Linked DNA regions of Rattus norvegicus: region 2 is linked to region 1. Evidence: chromatin contacts called from public Hi-C data. All regions are on one chromosome and are shown on one strand. Each heading gives the region's core, a stretch centred on a gene start, on an enhancer-like site or on the middle of the called end of the contact. The rest is flanking DNA. Distances are from core to core; before and after follow the strand shown.

Region 1 (4,960 bases), core at 1,776-4,275:
TTAGAGAAGGGGTTTTTTTTATGTCCTATTTTTCTAACAATATGTCTTTTTGTTATATTTCGCATAAGCATGACTGATTGGAAATTTTTTGCCCATATAGTTTGAAAGCCAGCAGTCTTAGCTATGAAGTGACCTGCAGACACAGATAACTGTATTATGAAGGAAATATGGAGTTACACACACACACATTCATACTTATATACATACACACATGCACCATGCGCGCAAACACACACACACACACGCACACACACACGTGCACACATCACAATGCTTATCTACCAGCCCTACACAAACAAAGCCCAAAGCTCAGGGAATCTATTTATCTATTTTCTCAGCCTTTCCAGATGTGCCAGCTAGGAGACTGCTCAGCTAGGTGCTCTCTGATTGAATGCTTAGAGCAAATGGCGTGTTGGATTGATTGCCTCCCTGCCCCCCCCCCACGCTTGCCTGCCCTCCCTGCCACCCTCCTTTTTTTTCCCCTGTTCTTTGTAAAGGCCATACCGCCCCCTCTTAAAGAGTTAAATCAAGAGGGAGCATTCACACTTATCAATAAAATATAGCTAGGCAAAAGAGAGAAAAAGAAACATGGAAGATACACAGAGAAAGGAAACTCTGGGGGTGGGGGGACACCAGAATACACTGGACACCGTGCCCACAACAAGCAAAAGAAATCCCCCTCATGAATCCCCTGCAGTTCATACTTCCTGGATGCTATTATTGATACATTTTCACCATCTAGAAAATGAATATTTTAAAATCAGAATTTTTGAAGACCTCTTCTTGATTGCTTAGCCCATGGAAATCCCAAGAAACGGCTGCTAAAAGCCACTCGTGAACATTCCTGTAGCTACGTTTGGCAAGAGGACTGGTGAGGCCTCACAACTGCCACACACCCCCGATGAACAGGGTGTAACACAGGACTTACATTAGTCATAGAGACTTTCCCCAAGACTGTGAGCTGTGGGAGGTTAAAAACAGGACTCCCCCACTCCGCCCCCTGACTGACTGTATGTCCTCTGCCCAGGATGCCTCTCGACTGTGCTCAATACATTGCAGATTTGCTCTGCCTCACCTGTGTCTAATGTTAGACGCATCCATGGGAGTTGACGGCTTTTGTGTTTTATTTCACAATCAAGGGAACGTGCTTGCCTGGCTCACAGGGAAACAGAGAGATGGATCTGTGTGCCTTAAGCTCTGCAATCCATTTGTCTTCTTTGTCTGCTCCGAAGACCAAATTCCCCGGGTTGAGATTTTATACTACGGTTTTGTCTTCTGCACTATCCTCTTCCCCCCTCCATTATCTGCACCATGACTCACTCCCTTCGACCCACTCCCTTCCCTCACCCTCGTGGTCTTTGGCTCCAAATCAGAACAGCTTTCAAGGGCTAGAACCATGTTGCAAAGCTCCTGTGCTTCCTAAAGATGTTCCTTCTTTCCCCAGATTTTTCCTGGCTTCCTCCAGGTGGGGTTCTGACCACAGAAACTGAAGCTTGCCCCCACCCCAACCGTAGGAGTCTATATGAAGTATGGTACTCTTTGCCTGCTTCTCTGAAGCACGATAGTCTTACAAATGTCATTTCCCCTCTACTGTAAATCAAGGGACAGCTGTCTTTGGAATAAATTCCAAATAGTTGGTCTGGAAATGAACTTGGCAGTGGGTCCCTCCTCCATCCTGGCCGACATTTCCCCATTCATTACTTTTCCTCTTTCATCCATTCACTGTTTGATGAGTCTATAAATACACCTCATCTGCTTCTACTTTGCTTGTTAAGAATAAACCGATACCAAACACACTGCCTTAATTACATCCACCGGCAAAGCACCGCGAGTTAAAGTGTTGTCACAGCATAGTCTTAAAACTTGACGTTGTTAATTATGCCAGCTGAGATAAAACTGGGGAATGAGGGGGAAAAAATCTCAATTCGGATGCATGATTGAGTAATCCACCAGGAAAGACAGGTTTAACATGGATAGCTGAGAGTACCTAGGAACCCACTATGCAGAGGAAGGGGCCTGTGCCGGAGACTGATGTCAGGCAGGGTGGCGAAACAGGGGAGCATGGCCCCAATCCCTCTCTCTCATCACACCTCGGGAACCAGACTCGTCACTTTCTCCAAATTCAAGTCAGACTCAGAACGCTGTCCCCAGTGCGACCTTGAGTGTCCTCCTTGTGAGGCGGCTGCTGACACAGGAGGATCTGAATCACGAGCACAGAAGGAAGAGGCAGGCGGCTCTGACTCATTCCCGGAAAGCCTTAGTTTGGGAAAGCTCTACCTTTGGGATGCAGATGAGTCCTAAAGAAAGGACAAGTTATCATTCATATCTTGTTGCTAGAAAACTACTTCTTTAAAAGTTTTTGATTGACATAATAGGGTTCATAAGTTTGAGACAACAGAAGTCCACTGAAGACTGAATGTTTTGTAATTTTTAAAGAAAATTTTATTTGCCTAAATCATTTTCTCGAAAAACACATTCACAAACAAACACACACACACACACACACACACACACACACACACACACACACACACACACTGAGCAGCTGTTTGCATTCACCAAAGACTTCAAACAGTGCAAATTTAAACCATTATTACATATGTTAAATAAATTACCCTCACCCATACTGCAATCATACTTTGCAACCCCAGCAAAGAATGCAGCTTCTGAGTCACTAACACACAACCATGAGATACACTGCTTCTAAAAACAAAAACAAAAAAAAATTTTTTTTTTTTTAAAGCTAATGGGGCATGGTGGTGCACACTCTAATCCCAGCAGGGGAAAAGCAGAGATGTGTGTGAGCTCCAGGCCGGTCCCCACCTCACAAACAAAAGCAAAATAAAACAAACAAAAACATCGCAGAAGTAGTCATGGTGCTGAAGAGACACTCTTGAAAAAGACTTGGGAAAGGAACATCTATTTTTGAGTAAGAAATAAAAGTCATCAGGAAACTCCCGGGACAGGAAATCATTAGAGAACTGTCGTTATCACACACAAAGAGGCACAAGGGAGGAGCAGTTAATACATATTGAGTCGTGTGTGAAAACTGATAAACATCAGAAAGATTTTAGGTGAGTTAAAAGAAGGTGAGACTTACAGATGGTCTCACAGCTAGGCAGCAAGATAAATCCAGGAAGGGTGATGACCAGATGTTTCACAGATTGTATAAGAACTATCCAAAATGAATTTGATTGGATGGTAAGAAAAGTTAACTGTGGCAAAGTACAAGAAATTATGGACCCTGCTTGTTGGTGGTTTGAAAATGCTTGGCCCAGGAAGTGGCGCTATTTGGAGATGTGGCCTTATTGGAGTAGGTGTGGCCTTGTCGGAGTGGGTGTGGCCTTGTTGGAGTGGATGTGGCCACGTTGGAGTGGGAGTATTCATGTTGGAGTGGGTGTGGTCTTGTTGGAGTAAGAGTGGCCTTTCTGGAGTTGGTATGGCCTTGTTGAAGGAAGTGTGTCACTGTGGGTGTGGGCTATAAGACCCTCATCCTAGCTACCTGGAAGCCAGCTTCTCCTGTTGGCCTTTGGAACAAGATGTTGAACTCTCAGCCCTCCTCCACCATGCCTGCCTGGATACTGCCATGCTCCTACCTTGATGATAATGGACTGAACCTCTGAAACTGTAAGATAGCCTCAATTAAATGTTGTCCTTATAAGAATTGACCTAGTCATGGTGTCTGTTCACAGCACTAAAACCTTAACTAAGACACTGCTGGAACCATTCTCCATTGGAAAGGTTTACTGGTGGCAACCGTGGAAGAGCTTACTCTAAGAACCATTCCCCTTCCTTGACAGAAAAGAGGAAAGTCAACATGCATGCTAAAGGATTTCAAATTCTGAGGAGTCCTGGACAGCACAAATGTGTTACTGGCTGTTTTCTTACATTTTATTCATTGAAAGAATCAGATACAAATTACACTCAGAGAAATACAGAGTCCTGGGTTGTCACGTGCATTTTCATCCCTGTCAAGGTAAGGGTGCTATGAGCTGCTTCTGTCACAAGCCACCATTTTGAATACCAGCTGATTAGCAAACACTTTGAGGGATCCCCTGATAGGATATTGCCAGTTAACACGTTGGCAGAAATGCCAGCAGATAGACAATTCTATGAGCTCACAAAATCATTTGGTTTCTCCTCTGGGCACATGAGAGAATGATACCCAATAGTCCTCTTGCTTTCAGATGGCATCTCATGACAACGGATGGCCAGTAGACACACATACATGCAGATACCTCCACCCTGGCCCTTAAAGTGGCAGATTCTCACTGTTTCTTTTTTTCTTGTTGCTTCACAGCTATCAAGAGAACAGATCCAACATAAGCCTGCAGGGAGGCTGCAGACCATTGCAGAGCCACTGGGAGATCATAGGAAGCCCCCTGAATCCATCCTAATGAAGAGACTCAGGAGGTGGGGAAGATGGCTCAGTAGATAAAGATGCCAGGCACCAAGGCTAACAATCTGAGTTTGATGCCCAGGCCCTACATGATAGAAAGAGCAGGCTCCTACAGGTTGTCCTCTGACCTGTGCACTGTTACAAGTCCAGTCGTAGTCTTCCTTCCCACCCCCACTGTGTATGTTCAACCCATTGGTTCACTCACTATCTAAAGATCAATTTGCCAGAATGTTTTCAGGATCAAAAGTGCCTATTCACTCATTTTAAAGACGAATAACAATTCTCCCTGAAGTCCTGTTAATAAGTAATAGAAGTTAGATCCAAGATCTGCCTTGCCTAAAGACTCGTTTTATCAATACCTCTTCGTAAAAATTTAGATATCTGCTTAACTTTGAAGGAGGAAAGAAAGAAAATGATCCTACAGCGCCCCCGTTTGAGCACTATGATGCCAAGATGGAGACAAAAACATGACTTAATTTTGTGAATGTTCCTGGAAACTGGTCCTTGGATACCTAAGTGAAGAAGTGCCAGGCTGCCTTTTCCAAACAAGACTTTACCCTA
Region 2 (4,426 bases), core at 1,513-4,012, 180 kb before region 1:
GCTAACTAGATAAAATCTAAGGAAAAACTTGTTTATATCCTTGTCTCTATAAACTCAAAAGGGCTCACATCTGAGAACGAAATGGAATGAAAACAATTGACTGGATGTCCCAATTTTTATGCGCTTCTCTTAGATTCTAGGTTAATGCAAAACAACAACAATGACAACAAAAAACCCAAAGCAAAACCTAAAACCAACACACACACACACACACACACACACACACACACACACACACACACTAGCCACACAACAACCAGTTCAAAGCTCGCCAGTGCCATCTCACCCCACCCGGGGTGGGAATCTCTTGCTAGCATTTGTGCTTTAAACAAACAAACAAACAAAGATCCAGGGAGATAATGTGATTCTCAGCATAAAATTAGCTGACTGAAATCCTGGGTGACTGTTGCTTAAATCCATCCCCTAAAACTTTGCCTGTCCTTCTGGCAAATCGTAACCAAACAAAAATCAAAACAGAAGCCTATATTATGCATGTATGTAAAATGCACGCATCAAAAAGTAAGTGCAATCACACACACACACACACACACACACACACACACACACACACACAGAGGAAACGTGCAAACTCCTCGGCTAGGAAATGTCAGTGCACTCGTGAGAAGGTGAAATTTCAGCCCCTTTGATGAAGATACCATCTTTCACCCAAGCCCTGACAAAACCTTGGGTTCCTGTTAGACCCCTCCCTCGTCATTCAGTTGCTGGGCTCCATCTGGAGGTATGGGGGGCTCTTCCTCTCCATCAGAGCTAAGCGTTCCCAGACTCAACGCCAGCCCTGGGTTCCTGCAGAGCACTCAATGTGAAGTGTCCCAACTCTGCAGAGGGCAGCTGGAAAGGGATTTAAAACGGCAACGTTGACCAATCAGCACGGTCGCGCCCAAGCCGACATTTATACGTGCCTCAAGTACAGCGGAACCTAGCAGAGACTAGATCCTGGGTTTAGGGCTGTAAAGAAGGCGTTTTTATTCCAGGGTGGTCTATATCTTTGTAAGAAAAAAAATTCTTCACCGAGTGAACATTTTTATTTTGGAGTCAGTCCAACACAATTTTGGGTGTGATGTGTGAAAATCTGACCCTAAGATTTTCCTTTTCTTCCCCTTTCAGTTTTGTGTTATTCAAGGATGAAAAAGAGGTACATTTTAGAACGTTCTACGACTTTCAAAATCCGACTGTGGTCACGATGGTGCTCGCATAACTTAGAAACAGCCCAGACTATAAAATTAGGATTTGGCAGAAAGGAATTCTGAGGGAGAGGGTTAAAATAAAGGTAAACTTCAGGAAGAGCTAGGCAATTGGTGCGGAGGAGGGGTAAGGAATCTGTAATATTTTTTATACTCTATAGGCGTTCGAACATGGGTGCACAGCGTCTGCTCCAGTAGTCAGTCCCGGAGGGGAAAAAAGCTCCACGAAGAAGCTGGCACGCTCGATGTTCCTGTGTACGGTGTGCAAATGTGTGCATTTATTGAGAATGTAATTGCTGGCACCATCGTGTGCCTGGAAGTGTGGATGGGCAGGAGTTTTCGTGCGTGTTTACCAGTGAAGTGTGTGTGCGCGCACACGTGCATCTGCGTGCAAGCATGTCTGCGGTCACACCCGTGGGCGCGTGTATCTTCGTGCACGCTGTGTTTGTGCGCCGGCCCGTGCGCTCTGGGGTGAGGGCTCTTCTCAGTGGAGCAGAGTCGGGGATGGGGGGTGGGGTGGCGCTCCGACTCCTTGGCCACCCATTCCCCGGGGCTGAAATACTAGACAGCGGCGATTGACCCTGAATGCTTCTGGAAACTTCGGGCACGGCTCGGTGGAAGCGCAGGTAGAGGCCAAGCTTCCTAGGGTAACTCTGAGATGGTCATTTTCTCTTTCCTTCCTAGGACAACCGCCCAGGGGTGGCCTCCGGCGGCGAGTCTAAGCCCTGTCTCTTTAACCCCACTGCAGGCGGGAGCATGTGAGCCAGGGCTCCGGGTGGCACCCGGGCGCCTCCGCCGCCTCCGCCGCTGCCCAGGCAGTTGTGTTTCGAACGTTGCCTCTGGCCGGCGGCCAGGCGCCTCGGCTCGGCGGTCCGCCTGGCCTGGCCTGCCCCCTCCCCTTGCTTCTCCTGCAGCCCCCTCCCCTTTATCCACCCACGATCAGAGGTGGGCACTCCCCACTCCCGCCACCTCCTCCGCAAGTGCAAGCGCGCGTACACACACTCACACACATACACACACACCCGCGCGCGAGCACACGCACACACTCATCCCCCTTGGATCCGGGGCAGTAACTCAGAAAACTTGCATCCCGGGCTGGGCGCTCCGGGTGCAGAACGCAGAGGCCAGCAGCTTGTCCCTCTGCGTCTCGGCAGGGCCGCCGCCGCCGCCTGACCCCGCCACCCGAGGAGGCGCGGTGCCACCCACTGCTCTGTTCCTTGCTGGAGTAGAGCTGAGTGCCCCACTGGATCCCGGCAGAACCTTCCCACTCTCTCCTTGCTTTCTGACCGCACAGTCTCTGTTTCTGTCTCGTTCTGTCTCTTTGTCTCTGTCTCCCCGTCTGTCTTCTCTCTGTGTTTTTCTGTCTCTGTCCCTCTCCCTGTGTCTCTCCGTGTCTCTGTCTCCCTCCCCCCTCCTTTCTTCTCTCCCTCCCTCTCCCTCTCTCCCTCTGGGGTGGGGGAGAGGAGGAGGAATTCTTTCCCCGCCTAACATTTCAAGGGACACAATTCACTCCAAGTCTCTTCCCATTCCAAGCCGCTGCCGAGCGTCCCAGTACCCACAACTCCCGAGCCGTAGCGGAGAGAGGAACCCTCTCCACCTCCAACTCTCCCTCTCCCTCGCTTCCCGCCTCCTCTCGCTACCTCCACCTCCACCTCCACCTCCGCCACCCACCGCCCGCAGCGCCTCCTCCTTTCCTCCTCCTTTCCTCCTCCTCTCCTCCTCCTCCACTCTTCCTCCCTCCCCTCTCTCTTTTTGGCAGCTGCTGGACGTCCGGTGTTGGTGGTGGCAGCGGCGGCAGCCTAAGCAGCAGCAGCCCCCAGCGCGCGCCAGCTCGCCCGCTCTCGCCGCCCCTGCCCTCTCCAGCTCTCTCCATCCCGTCTCCCGAAAGGTGTTGGGCGGATCCGAGGCAGCGGAGGCCGAGCGGCTGCAGCGGCGGTACCGGCGGAGGCAGCGGTAGCGGCGGCGGGAGGCAGGATGAGCGCACGCGGTGAGGGCGCCGGGCAGCCGTCCACATCAGCCCAGGGACAACCTGCCACCCCGGCGCCACAGAAGCGAGGACGCGGCCGACCCAGGAAGCAGCCGCAAGTCAGTACGCCGGCGCGGAGGGGCCACTCAGCCCACCCGCGACGCCTCTGCCCCGGGGCCCCGCGACACGCCGGGCGACCGGAGCGCGGGAGCGCAGCGGCCACGGCGGCGCAAGCTAGCCCGCCCGCCACCCGGGTGTAGGTGGGCGGGAGACTGAGTCCCCCTGGCGAGTGAGCAGAGCAGTCTTCCCATGTCCCCGCGCAGTCTTCCCTTGTCCCCGCGCCCCAAGGCTCCAGGAGCTGGGGGTCCCGCGGCTCGCTGCAGCCACCGGGCGGGAGGTAGGGTCGCGCGAGGCGTGGACCGGGACTTTCGCTATTGTGAGCAGTCCTGGAGCGGCGCGGCGTGGCTGGGGGGACAACGAGCCTCTGGGGTCCCACGGATTAAAAGCGTCGCTTTGTCAGCCGCTTTTGGCGACCGGGCGACTGGGGCGTTCAGGAGGGTCAGGACGCGGCGAGTCGGAGGCTCTGAGTCCCGCGGCTTCCTCCAGCTTCTCGGGGCCGCCGTTCCGCAGGAGGCTGGTGCGCCTCGGCTGTCTCCTCGGTGCCCTCCCCACACTCCATGGCCCAAGGCTCGCGCCCTCCCGACAAAGAACGCGTGCGGAGCCTACTGCCCTCCGGTTGCTCCTCGGGATCTTTAAAAGCCCGCCGAGCTGCTGAAGCCTTCCGGGCTGGCGGGGAAGGGGAGCCCGGGGGATCCCAGGCCCCCGCGGGCCCGGGAAACGCGCTTCGCCCAGGGAGCTTTGGAAGGAGAGTGCACAGTAGCTAGGGTCGCTTCCCGCCAGGAGCCGGGTCCCCCGTTGGCTCCTTGATCCCGCGCCTCTGAGCAGCCTAAGTTTTAGCGTCCTCCTTGGCGAGTGGCTGGGGGCTGGGAAGGGATGGTCGAGGGGCACCCAGGACCCCGCGGAATGGAGGGTTTTGTCTGCGGATGCAACTAATTAAGCGTGCAGCCGGCTATTGCAGAGCTGTGCGTTGCGCTCAGGGCCGGGGGCGGGCGGGCGGGCGGGCGGGGGTTGGGGCGTCCGTAGTAATTTCCAAGCCTAGGGACGCGTCTATTGAGAACAGTTAAACTCCCTTCCCGGCCTTAAAAAAAAAAAATCTCATTTCTAATTTTGCTTTAAATCGCCTCCCTCGAGCGGATTA

What was found. Hi-C and Micro-C count contacts between places; a contact is called where the count stands out from the background.
Region 2: a Hi-C map of Schwann cells shows a contact between it and region 1, with 8 times the contacts expected there. The contact joins the promoter of Hmga2 here to the enhancer-like site in region 1. A contact is called at or near these places in 3 of 12 Hi-C or Micro-C datasets (the A7r5 cell line, the Rat2 cell line and Schwann cells).

The regions. Positions count from the first base shown.
Region 1 is chr7:57,702,261-57,707,220 of GRCr8, reverse strand. No RefSeq gene overlaps it. Among named protein-coding and RNA genes, the nearest start is that of Llph, 83 kb to the right of the region's middle. Within about 2 kb of position 3,025, at least 1 of the 93 cell types and tissues checked has an H3K27ac peak or open chromatin away from gene starts, as enhancers often do.
Region 2 is chr7:57,878,677-57,883,102 of GRCr8, reverse strand. It overlaps Hmga2 (high mobility group AT-hook 2), which reads left to right and starts at 2,762. Exons shown (of 5, transcript NM_032070.2): 1 at 2,762-3,287. The coding sequence starts at 3,177.